2 separate regions of the Macaca mulatta genome follow, and region 1 is linked to region 2. Evidence: chromatin contacts called from public Hi-C data. All regions are on one chromosome and are shown on one strand. Each heading gives the region's core, a stretch centred on a gene start, on an enhancer-like site or on the middle of the called end of the contact. The rest is flanking DNA. Distances are from core to core; before and after follow the strand shown. Region 1 holds the start of ZNF235 (zinc finger protein 235). Region 2 holds the start of ZNF227 (zinc finger protein 227).

Evidence for each region. Hi-C and Micro-C count contacts between places; a contact is called where the count stands out from the background.
Region 1: a contact with region 2 is called in a Hi-C map of cortical neurons, with 2.8 times the contacts expected there. The contact joins the promoter of ZNF235 here to the promoter of ZNF227 in region 2. A contact is called at or near these places in 2 of 14 Hi-C or Micro-C datasets (cortical neurons and fetal cortical plate).

Annotation. Positions count from the first base shown.
Region 1 is chr19:56,689,952-56,696,292 of T2T-MMU8v2.0, reverse strand. ZNF235 (zinc finger protein 235) reads left to right here and starts at 4,711. Exons shown (of 5, transcript XM_077983222.1): 1 at 4,711-5,047; 2 at 6,305-6,341. The coding sequence starts at 4,829.
Region 2 is chr19:56,599,354-56,606,033 of T2T-MMU8v2.0, reverse strand. It overlaps ZNF227 (zinc finger protein 227), which reads right to left and starts at 5,160. Exons shown (of 9, transcript XR_013410792.1): 1 at 4,935-5,160; 2 at 4,454-4,612.

The sequences.
Region 1 (6,341 bases), core at 3,462-5,961, 91 kb before region 2:
CGAACTCCTGACCTCAGATGATCTGCCCACCTCGGCCTCCCAAAGTGCTGGGATTAGAGGTGTGAGCCACTGCGCCCTGCCAGGTTGTCTTAAATTTTTTCAAGAAAATGTGGTGAATCTGCTACTCTCATAAACTGTTTGTGGGAGTGGAAACTAGTGCAGTTGCTTTGAGGAATTAATTAGCAGTAGCTATTAAAAGTTTAAATATGCTTACCACATGACCTAGCAATTGCATTTTTTCTGCGCCTCCCGTGGAGAATGCTCACACGGGCATGAATGAGACGTTTATTGCAGCTTTTTTGTAATAGTGGAAAAAGTGAAAATAATTTCAATGTCTTTCATCCTATAACTGTATAAACAGATTTGCAAAATATTATGTAGCATATAAGGTGAATGATGTTCTTTAAGTCTTACAAGGGTACACATTCTACACATTTAAATGCATATAAACGAGTCCAGAATAGTAATAAATAAAAAAAAATAAAAAAGAGTCCATAAGAATAGATACTAAACTGATAATGGTCTCTACCTTAAAGACAGGGAATGAAGAGTACTGGGCAGCTGTGGTGGTCGAAGGAGATGTTAACTGTATCTTTAGTATTATAATAATTTAAAAGAAAATAGTAGATTATCATTTTATAATTTAAAAATATTAATACTAATAATATCGTTACTACTGATAGGGGAAATCGAGTTAACAAATACCCAGTTATATGATAGAAGTGGAAAATGCAATTTCTCAATCCGGAATCCATGAAAGAAGTATTGCTTAGCTAAGCATGGTACCAAGAGAAATATGCACTGACTGGGTGATGTGTCAAAGATTAGCAGCCTTTAGAGAAAGGAGCCTTTTGCCCAAAGAGAAGCATTGTTACAGGTTGCATTCCCTGGGAAGTAGACTCTGAAATGGACAGTAGCACTCAGGTGGTGCAAATGTATTACAAATATCAAGAAAAGTATAATTTGAAGTGGAGCATGAAGATGTGACAAAATGGCTACAATTTCATGATAAAACTTGATAAGGAGTTATTTCTTAAGGATGAACAAAGAAAGTGGTTTCATGAAATGGAATCTACTTTTAGTGAGGATGCTGTGAGCACTGTTGACATGACAACAAAGGATTTAGAATATAATGTAAACCTAGTCGATAAAGCAGTGGCAGGGTTTGAGAAGACTGACTCCAATTTTGAGAGATGTTCTACTGTGGGTAAAATGCGATCAAACACCATCACATGCTACAGAGAAATCTTTCATGAAAGGAAGAGTCAATCACTGGGGCAAACTTCATTGTTGTCTTATTTTAAGAAATTTCCACAGCCACCCCAGCCTTCAGCAACTACCACCCTGATCAGCAGCCATACACATCAAGACAAGACCCTCTCCCAGAAAAAAGATTACACAACTCACAGAAGGCTCAAATGATTGTTAGCATTTTTTTATCAACAAAGTATTTTTAAATTAAGGTATGTACATTGCTTTTGTTTCTTTTTTCTTTTTTCTTTTTTCTTTTTTTTTTTTTTTTGAGACAGAGTCTCACTCTGTCGCCCAGGCTGGAGTGCAGTGGCACGATCTCGGCTCACTGCAAGCTCTGCCTCCTGAGTTCACGCCATTCTCCTGCCTCAGCCTCCCAAGTAGCTGGGGCTACAGGTGCCCGCCACCATGCCTGGGTAATTTTTTTGTACTTTTAGTAGAGACAGGCTTTCACCATGTTAGCCAGGATGGTCTCGATCTCCTAACCTCATGATCCGCCCGTCTCAGCCTCCCAAAGTGCTGGGATTACAGGCGTGAGCCACCGTGCCTGGCCGTACATTGCCTTTTTTTTAGACATAATGCTATTACACAGGTAAATGGTATGTTTACAGTATAGTATAAACATAACTTTTATGTGCACTAAGAAACCAAAAAAATCATGTGACTCACTTTATTGAGATATTCATTTTATTGCGGTGGTCTGGACCCAAACCTGCAATATCTCCCAGGTATGCACATATTAAGAAAACTTTGGTCAAGTAAGGTGGTCATGCCTGTAATCCTCTGCACTTTGGAAGGCTGAGGTGGGAGGATTAGGATTGCTTGAGGCTAAGAGTTAGAGACCAGCCTCTGCCACATAGGAAGACTCCATTTCTACAAAAAAATTACGTTAAAAAATTATCCAGGCATGGTGGTACATGCCTCTAGTCCTAGCTACTCAAGAGGCTGAAGCAGGAGGATTACTTGAGCCCAGGAGTTTAAAGTTACAGTGAGCTATGATGATTTCACCAGTGCACTCCAATGTAGGCAACAGAATGAGACCCTGTCTCTAAACAAAATACTTTCTGCCCTGAGGTTCATAAAGGTATTAGCCCATATTATTAAGTGGTGTAATTACTTCTGGAACTAATTACCCAGTGTTAGGTCAAACTTCACAGATTAAGTGCACAGTCCTCATAAGACTTTTTTCATTCCAAACTGCAAGTTCAAGGGTTTCCATGCCACCCTCACTTCTGACCAGCTGACCACTTCTGATCACTAGCCTCTCAGGTTTAATAATTTACTGAAACAACTCACAGAACCCAGGAAAATTATATTTATTAATTACAGCTTTATTATAACAAAAGGATACAAATCAAAACCAACCAAAGGTAGAAAATGCATAGGGCAAGGTCTGGGAGGGTTCCAGATAGAAAATTCCATGGTTCTTTCTCTTGAAATCAGGACACATTACCCTCCCAGCACACAGCTGTATGAGAATACTTGCCAACCAAAGAAGTCTATCCAAGCTTGTATTCATAGATTTTATTAGGGCTTTATTACATAGGTGTGATTGATTGAAGAACTGACGTGTAACTCAATCTCTAGCCCCCATCCTCTACACAGGCTGATGTTATTTGGCTCAGAGTCCTAAACTTCAAATCACATGATCGATCTGTCTGGTGTAACCAGCACCTATCTGAAGTAATCTCACTAGCATAACTTATCTAGAGGCCCATGATGTGTTTCTGTCAGAGACAATCTGTCAGATAGAGTGTGAGTGGCCCACCGTGAATAACAAACAGCTTCTATAATTCAGGATATTTTAAGAGTTTAAATGCCATCTCCCAGGAACTAGGGACAGAGGCCAAAAAAGTTGGAGAAATCCAGAATGTGTAACATCATAACAACTGACCTAATTCCTTCAACAGGCCAGGGTCTGAAAAAGGGGATGATGCAGTAGTGTTCAATAATAAATACACCTAAGTAGATAAATAAAATGAATAGACTGGATATTGATTTGACAAACCAGTCATAAGATACTTTTAGGTAATCAGGAAATTTTTAAAGCAGATTGGGTATGTAAAGGAAAATAAAAATCTCAGGATCTTCCAAACTTAGGCAAATGTGGAGATTAAGCCCTGGAGTTCATGAATTGTAATACCCTCTTCCAAATGAACAGCTATGCATTAGCCCGATCCCCATGAAAGGTGAAAAGCCTCAGGTATTTGGGAAGAGCTTTCCCCATAGATCATTCATAAGTAAACTTATGTGCAAGTAAAACCTTGCAGTCTTTCTCCAAGCCCATGTGTGATACGATTCTTCTGGTACACCAAGGCAAGAAACTCTGGGATACAAGACGCCTCTTGTGCTTGCGATAAGGCAGGGGTCTAATTGAGCTAACACAAGCCTCCTATGGATGGCTAAACTAAAAAAGTACCCTGTGAAATACGCCCACTGGGGCTTCAGGAGCTGTAAACATTCACCCCTAGACACTGTCGTTGGGTTGGAGCTCTGCAACCTGCCGTGTGCAGGCTCCCCCTAGAGGTTTGAGCAGCTGGGCACGAAGAAACGAGCCACACCCCCATTACATGCCCTGGGAGGGGGACAAGCGAACTTTTCCCGTTTCATCACAATTTACTTTCGGCACTAACATGATTGTTCAGCTGTCTTCATCAGCAGGCCTTTATTCGAGGAGATTCCTGCCCAAGCAAACTGTTTAATTGTTCATTATGCTTCCGCAGAGACCCATCAAATTTTCAATCTCTTCCAAAGAAAGTACCAATAGATTGCACCTTAAGATTTTTTGTTTCAAAAATCCTTGCTATATCCACCAATCCCGGACTGTAGTATCATGATCATTATGCAATACTAATAAAATCCCTTGCAATGAAAGACCCGCCTTAAACATCCAGTTCTCAATCAGTTCCAACCTTGCCTTGACACTTTGCTCTGTGAAGGTGCCAACGCTCCGTCGAAGTGTTGTCCTCCATTGCTGCAATCAGCAACAAATTCCGTTGTTTGTCTTATCAACAGGTTGAGCTGATGATATTCGGGGAGCCGGCATTTGACACAAGTTTGAGATCTGGTATTCCTTAACGTTCGGCGTCCATCGGAGCTCAGCCTAAGTCACTTTTACGCTTCCCATTTTTAGCCTACCCTTTGTTTCTGCTAAAAATTTTGGTTTCTAGCTTATTTTCATAATACAAGCTGAACTTTTCACTTTTATATGCCATCACTTTAAAAATTTTACAATTATTTTCTCATGAATTTTTAAAATGAATAAAACTAAAAGGAATCTGACAGTAGTAGCGCCAGAGAAGTGTCTCAAACCCAACCGGCTTGAGTCAAAACAAAACCCAGCTGGTGGGAAGCACGACCCTTGGAGCATTCTGGGAACTGTAGTCCAGGAGTGAGAGAACTCTGAGACGCTTCCGCTTAGGAATTCTGGGAAGTGGAGTCCACGAACCGTGGGCACTCGCAGGCACTTCCGCTCCAGGAAGGCGAGGTCGGACCTGAGATAGCTCCCAGGGAGGTGAGTCAGCTCCGGGTCTCCAAGACTTCTCCGAGCCCTCTTGGCCTGGGCGTGGGGCCAGCGATGAACCGGTCCTTGGCTTGGGGAAGAGAAGCTGTGGCCAGCGCTCGAGGGCAGGGTTGGGAGACTGCGGGAGTTTGCGTCCCCTTGGCGGAACCTCTTGCGTTGGGGGCGGGCTCGCGTCGTGCTTCGAGGTTGAGGGTCTCCCGCCCTCTCTGCTGCCCTAGCCAGCCTCACGCACTTACGAGCCAGTCCTGCCTGCTCCTCGCGGCAAAATATTGGGCAAGTTACTTAATCTCTCCTTGTCTCAGTTTCCTCGTGCCTGTAAAGGGTTAGTGCGTTCCCAGTGATGTTCTTGTGAGAATTAAATGAGATTTTATAGAAATAAGCTTAAAACCAGTGCATAGGAAAATGTTGGATGCCGCCGTTAATTCTGTTATACTCAAAAAGACGCCTGTTGTTTGGAAACTCCTCTGAACCTGGGATGGGGTCGGAGATCCAGCTACGGAGCCGCTGTCCCTTCTCTAATCCTTGCCTGATGTGGGGCCGTTCCTGGATTCTTGTACTTTTCTAGCCTCTTGACAGGAGATTAGTTCCAGCCGGAGCCTGGGGAATGTCCTCTGTGTTTTATCTCAGAGAAGCGATCGTCATTACAGATTTGCAGAGTGCCAGAGGTGTCCTGAGGCGCTAATAAATGTTCAGTATTATGTGGTTGTAACCAGTAATCCCGTGTGGTTAACTTAAGTGTAACAGCATTTCTTAGAGAGTTTTAGGTTTTTAGTAGTCATTGCTTTCATGCATATGGAAAAAGAGACTTTCTTGAGGCTCCTCCAGCTGAGTAACATTTGCAAGTAATTACATCTATTGGAGGAAAAAAAAATCCGTAGCAGTTTAACTGTCATTACCAACGGACCTAATTATGTTAGACAACCAATCACAGTTACAGACTTTTCTGAGGGTCATGGTAACTCACAGGACAGAGCAATTATCTTTGAGTTCTGGGTTTCTTGAAAGATTCATTTTCTAGAAAGCATACTCAAAAGGGCAGTTTTATGAAGCATAATAGCACTTGCTTGTCAGAAGCTGCAGGAAATAGAGAATACAGGCATTATTTTCCCCATTTACAGGTGACTGAATTAAGGCACAGAGAGATTAATAATTCGCTTAAGGTTTATACTGCTTATACTGTTTATACTGATCAGTAGAAAATAAGTAGAAATGCCAAAATTTGAAGCCAGGCATTTTGGCTCTGTTACATTACCCTGCCTGTCTTTGTCTCATTTCCTTGGAGACTAAGGTTCAGAAGGAGTACGCAGGGAGCTGCATTTGATTTAGGTCTGTTAATATGAAATGTTCATGAACAAAAGCAGCTGGGTGAGGGGGCCCAGTGGTAGCTGGGATCCAGCTCCCGTTCTCACTAAGCTGTGTGTAACTGTGCCTGCCTAGAGAAAGGGAGACCTTTCTCTAAAGTGCCACATAAAGTGCCATGTTGACTAGTGGCATCCCTAACCTATCTCATGATGCCTTTGCCTCCCCCAGGTTCACTCCCCCGGAACTCCGCCTTTTCCCGGAAGGA
Region 2 (6,680 bases), core at 3,911-6,410:
ATATAAGGAAATTACAGAAATAGCCCTACTTCAGACAGGTATAGCCACATACAGCTTGGTAAGCAGAACATGGACTGTATTCCAGCTACAAAAAGGCATGATAGTTCAGGGCCATTGGGCAGTGAACAGTCTGCACAAACGCAGCATCCCTGCTACAAGGATATCTGATGGCAGAGACAGGAGGAAACAAGAGGCAGTGTAACAACATGAGCGCTCTCAAGTCAAGTATCTGGGTTTAATTCCTAGAAATGATACTTACCAGCTGTGTAACCTTGGGGATATTAAAAACCCTCTCTGTGCCTCACTTCTGTTATGTATACAATGAGGACATGGTAAGAATCATAAATCGTACCTCCCTCATAGGGTTTTTCCAAGGATTAAATAAGTAGATGGAGAGTTCCAAGAACCAGGAGTCCCTTTCTCTTATAGTTACAAAAAAGCAGATGAGGCCTGGCATGATGGCTCCTGCCTGTAATCCCAGCACTTGAGGAGGCCAAGGAGGGAGGATCACATGAGGTTAGAAGTTTGAGACTAGCCTGGCCAACATGGCAAAACCTCATCTCTACCAAAAATAAAAAATTAGCCAGGCGTGGTGGTGCACGTCTGTAATCCCAGCTACTTGGAAGGCTGAGGCACAAGAATTGCTAGAACCTGGGAGATGGAGGTTATAGTGAGCCAAGATGGCGCCAATGAACTCCAAACTGGACAACAGAGTGAGACTGTCTCAAAAAAAAAAAAAAAAAGCAGATGATACTTTGCATTATACACTTGGCTTGCAAATATTGCTCTCCTATGAAAGTCACCTTTAATTTCTGATAAGCCAAAATCTGACTTAAAATTTCTTTTTATTAATTTGTTGCCCAGCTAGTAATATTTTACTGACACTGATATCAGTTATCTAAAATGTATCATTCTAGGTCAATTTACTTCATTAAGCCTGGAAACAATCATTGGTAAATCTCTTTTATGTGCACAGAGAAAAACACACAGCAAAGGGAAAGATAAAGATACAAATGAAAAATCAAGAAATATGAAAGATAAATTGAGAGGGTTCCATATTTGTCTAACAGGAATGGGAGAAGAGAATGCAGGATGGAGGGAATGACTGAGAGATCTTAATTTCAAGATACAATTGCTGAGAATTTCACACAATTGATAAAAGATACAAGTTCGCATACAGAAATTCCGAACAGTATAAATAAAAATAAACATACTCCTAAACAAATCACAGTAAAACTCAGGAATTCAAAAGACTAAACAAACATAAAGAACTGGAAACAACAATCACCTTAAAGCTCCTAGAAAGAAAATATAGTTGACCTAAAAGAAGTAACAATTGGCTTGACAGAAATAGGGTAACAGAATGGAAATTTAAAACAAATGAATATTACCTCCAAAATAAAGAAAGTGTTAACCTGAATTCTATGTTCAACTAAATGATAATTTACATGAGAAAGAAGCAATATTTTAGCTGAAAAAAAACGAAGAAAAATTTGTAACCATGTGAACTCTAAAAGATGGACTGTAAAAAGCAATGGTAAGAAAACATTTGTGAGTATATTGGTAATATAATCTTTGTTTTAAAAAAGCCAAAGAACTATAATGACAAATTTTGAGGGTGGTTATAATAAAAAGTAGACCTATAAAAACCTAGTCTTCTTAAAAAAAAAAAAAAGGTACATCATTTTCTTTTTCTTTGAGACGGAGTTTTGCTCTTGTCACCCAGGATGGAGTGCAATGGCGCGATCTCAGCTCACTGCAACCTCTGCCTCCCAGGTTCAAGCGATTCTCCCGCCTCAGCCTCCCGAGTAGCTCGGATTACAGGTACACGCCACCACGCCCGGCTAATTTTTGTGTTTTTAGTAGAGACGGGGTTTCACCATGCTGGCCAGGCTGGTCTCAAACTCCTGACTTCATGTGATCCACCTGCCTCAGCCTCCTGAAGTGCTGGGATTACAGGCATGAGCCACTGTGCCTGGCCCCATCTTCTTTTAGATTTTTTTTAGTCTCAATATTCTTCAGAATAAGAACACATGCTGATTAAATTTAGTATTTGCTAAGAGAATATTTTTAAAGTTAGAAGAATGACACAAAACCATATAAACCCCAGACCAGTTGAGCACAAATAAAAGGGATAAGTTGAACAAAAAAACACAAGAAAGGAGAACAAAATATACACAGAGATAGTAAAAGCAAATTATCCCAGACTGCACTAAAAAAAAAAAAAAATTATATAAATATATTCTAAAAGACACTACAAAAACATAATGACAAAAAGTTTGAAAGAAAAAGACCGAAAAAAGATATAATATACTGAGCAAATAGCAAAATAAAGCTTCAGTTTCAGAGGTCATGGTAAAATATGAAAAAAAAACTGACCCCAGCTACTCAGGAGGCTGAGGCAGAAGAATCGCTTGAACCCAGGAGGCGGAGGTTGCAGTGAACCAAGATGGGGCCACTGCACTCCAGCCTGGGCAACAGAGCGAGACTCCATTAAAAAAAAAAAAAAAAACTGACCTGATATCTGGTATATGCTTTAAGACAACCATCTGCAGCCTTTTTGGCACCAGGGACCAGTTTCGTGGAAGACAATTTTTCCATGGATGGGGACAGGGGAGATGGTTTGGGGATGAAATGTTCCACCTCAAATCATGAGGCATTAGTTACATTCTCATAAGGAGCGCACAACCTAGATCCCTTGCATATGCAGTCCCTCCTATGAGAATCTAATGCCCCTGCTAATCTGGCAGGAGGCAGATCTTAGGTGGTACCACTCCAATCACCTCCTTCTGTGCCATCAGGTTCCTAACAGGCCACAGGCTAGTACCAGGTCTGCTGCCCAGGGGTTGGGGACTCCTGCTTTAAGACAATCTAGTTTGTTTTTTTTTTTTTTTTTTTTTTTTAAAGGAGCGGGGGTGGAAGGAGGTGGAGATAGTCTGCAGCAAATGTTGTGTTGGTTACACAAGATTCACTGCACCACTCATTTGACAGTTGAATATGCTTGAAATTTTTCAGCTGGGCGCAGTGGCTCATGCCTATAATCCCAGCACTTTGGGAGGCCGAAGTGGACGGATCACCTGAGGTCAGGAGGTTGAGATTAGCCTGAGTAACATGGTGAAACCCTGTCTCTACCAAAAATACAAGAATTAGTTGGGGATGGTGGCACACACCTGCTATCCCTAAGTTACTCAAGAGGCTGATGCAGGATAATCACTTGAACCTGGGAGGTGGAGGTTGCAGTGAGTTGAGATTGTGCCATTGCACTCCAGCCTGGGCAACAAGAGTGAATCTCCGTATCACAAAAAAAGAAAGAAAGAAAGAAAGAAAAAAAGAAAATTTTCATAATATATTAAGAAAAAAACTACACAGAATACCAAACCTATTTTGAGAAACATCCATAGCAAATACTAAAGAGAAACACTATAAAGTGTCAGCAGTTTTATTATAAGTAATTTTTTCTTTATTCTTATGTTTTCTGAATCACTGTCCAATAGAAATATACTGAGACACATACGTAATTTTAAATTTTCTAGCAGTGACATATAAAAAAGGCAAAACAAAAACAAACAAAAATAGGCAAAGTTAATTTTAACAATATATTTTATTTAAGCCATTGAATCCAAAATATTACCATTTTGACAAATAATACAAAAAATTGTCAGTAAGGCATCTTACACTTTTTGCACAAAGTTTTTGAAATCCAGTGTGTATTTAACACTTATAGCACATCTCAATTTGAACTAGACACATTTCAAGTGCTCCTAGGGCACACATGGCTTACAGCTACTGGATTGGATAGTGCATCCTATAATAAGCATTCATTACTTCTATAACCAGAATATGACATATTTTGACATGGAATGAAATTAAGTGAGATGTTGTAAGATTTTTCTAAAAAATTCAAAATTCATCAGTGCAGTTTTTGAGGTCTTCCACAGTAAAATCTATACCTACATTCCCAAGGCTGATTTCCAACGACTCACCTGTAGCCATATGGATTACTATTTAAGATAACTGAAGATGACTATATCATTAAGATCACAGACACTGAAAAAGGAATAGAAAATAAACAACAAAAACCGAAGAAACAAAAACAAACAAAAAAGATCACACACTCTGAAAAGGAATGCTTGGGTTCAATCCCAAATCCACCTCTTACTATCAGTTGAATAACTTCGGGAAAGTATTTAATAACATAAGCTCTGCCTAATTGCCTCATAACATAATAACTAGACCTACTTCATCAATAGCTATGGTCCACAGACGAAAGGCTTAAAATCAAAGTGGTAAGATGTTATTGGTAATACTCATTTCCAAATAGCTTTCCTACCCACTCTCACATTTATTCAACAAATATTTCATCATTTTTCAGTAGTAACTTACTGAGTGAAGGAAACTTGACTAACTGAAAGGGCAGAAAACGGAGCAACAAAGTGCGTTCAAGAGCAGGTACCTGGGGCTATGCTGGGAGAAGCCAAGAAGTCCCTCCTTCCTCCTCTTTGCGAATTAGGAGCCGGTGAATAAAAGGACGCTGTCAGCACGATGGAGTCTCCATCCCGGATAAATGGCAGTAAATATCCCCACGCATTGGAGCTCGAGGACTCAATCCTTCCTTAAAAAAAAAAAAAAAAAAAAAATCAGTAAAAGTTCGGAAAGAGCTCGGTCTCCTGAAGGATACGTCAAGACATAAAGCCCTGACCTTTCTTCTCTCTTCACTGGAGCTTCCAGTAACAAGGGCGCTTGTGAGGTAATCACTGTATAACCAGCACAAGCCAACCCAGTATCTGGTGCCACCACTGTTCTAAGGTTTCACGCGTATTATCTTGTTTAATTCTAATTACAACCCTACCCAGTAACTACTATCTTTACTGCTATTTTAAAGATGAGGAAATAGGAGCGCGGATCATAGTTAACTCGCTGTTTATTATACCCACAGAAGTAGCGGCGCTGCTCGCCAAGTCCAGGAGGAGAGCAAACTTCCACCCTCGGCCTCTCGGCCTCCGCCGCGGCCGCGACCTCTCCATCCTAAGACTGATGGCTGGGGTGCGCCTATTCCCAAGCGGAGGCTGAAAAGGTTCAAGAGGGGTCGTGGTGGGTGACGGGTTGACTCACCTCCCAGACCCAAAAGATGGTGGCAGCCTCGCTTTCTGGGGCGGAAGTGGCTCTCCCTGCCCAGAGCTCTTGAACTACCCTTCCCAGAAGGCCCGCGCTCCTGAGGCCCAATTGTTTCCGGACAGAGTTCTGGAATACGTTTCCCAGAATTCCCAGGAGCAAGAATCATCCAGCTGTCGCCCTCTTCGCGCTTAAAAAACAAACAAACAAACAAACAAAAAAGGAAGAGAAAGAGCGAGTGAGAGAGGGTTACCGAGAGTGTGACAAAAGAACCTCCAAATTCTCGGAGCTCCCGGACTACAACATCCAGAATCCCCTTTATGGCTTCTTGCTGTTTAGCCAGGCCGAAGCAGTTCTCTGATTTCAGTGGAATTTAGGTTTTTCTTATTAACAAAAAGTAACAGCAAATGTGTGAAGAATTGGAGCCCTAAAATAAAAAAAAGATTATAGGCCGGGCGCGGTGGCTCACGCCTGTAAGCCCAGCACTTTGGGAGGCTGGGGGGCTGGAGGGGGCAGATCACTTGGTCACGAGTTCGAGACCAGCCTGGGCCAATATGATGAAACCCTGTCTCTACTAAAAATATAAAAATTAGCCGGGTGTGGTGGCGCGCGCCTGTAGTCCCAGCTACTTGAGAGGCTGAGGCAGAAGAAACACTTGAACCCGGGAGGTGGAGGTTGCAGTGAGCCAAGATCGTGCCACTGCACTCCAGCCTGGGTGACAGAGTGAGACTCTGTCTCAGAAAAACAAAAAATAAAACAAACGTTTATAAGAAGCAGATCATGTGATCCTGTACTAATAGAATTATACCCACCACGTCCCCAAAAAAGGCAGGGGAAACCCTTTTTCACATTTAACAGGATCAACTAATAGGAAAACTACTCTTTAGTTACAAAAAGAATGAAAGAACAACCAAAAAATGCAAGGAAGGCAGAATATATTGTGGATTTCCACTTTTGTTAATAGCACAGTCATATAATTCAGAATAGCTTGCTTGCTGAAGATAGCTAGACATAGAAAACACAAGCTTTGGCATATTGTATGATCAACTCCTCAAAGCAACTGAGGCCACTGTATTCATTCCTCAAGGAGTTTCTGACTCTGAAAGATGAACAAGTTTATTACTTCAGTGTTTAAACCATGATCTTTATTTGCTTATTAAATGTATGATGGAATTGATGTTTCCAAGAATTGAGGGTTGAAAGAAGAGAGCAATATCTAAAAATATCCACATATCCACTACAGTACGTTTGCAGTTCTCATTTACTAAATATATATTCTTTATTCTGTTATATATAACTATCTCTTATAAAGAACCAAGTATGTGCCAGGAACTAGTCCAAACTATTCAGACTCTGGGACCCTCGCTATATTTTCACAACTTTTTTCTTTTTTCTTTTCTTTTTTCGTGTTGTTGTTGTTGTTAGATGGAGTTTCGCTCTTTTGCCCAGGCTGGAGTGAAGTGGCACAATCTCGGCTCACTGCAATCTCCGCCTCACTCAGGGTTCAAGCGATTCTTCTGCCTCAGCCTCGCGAGTGGCTGGGGTTATAGGCACCCCCCAGCACCACC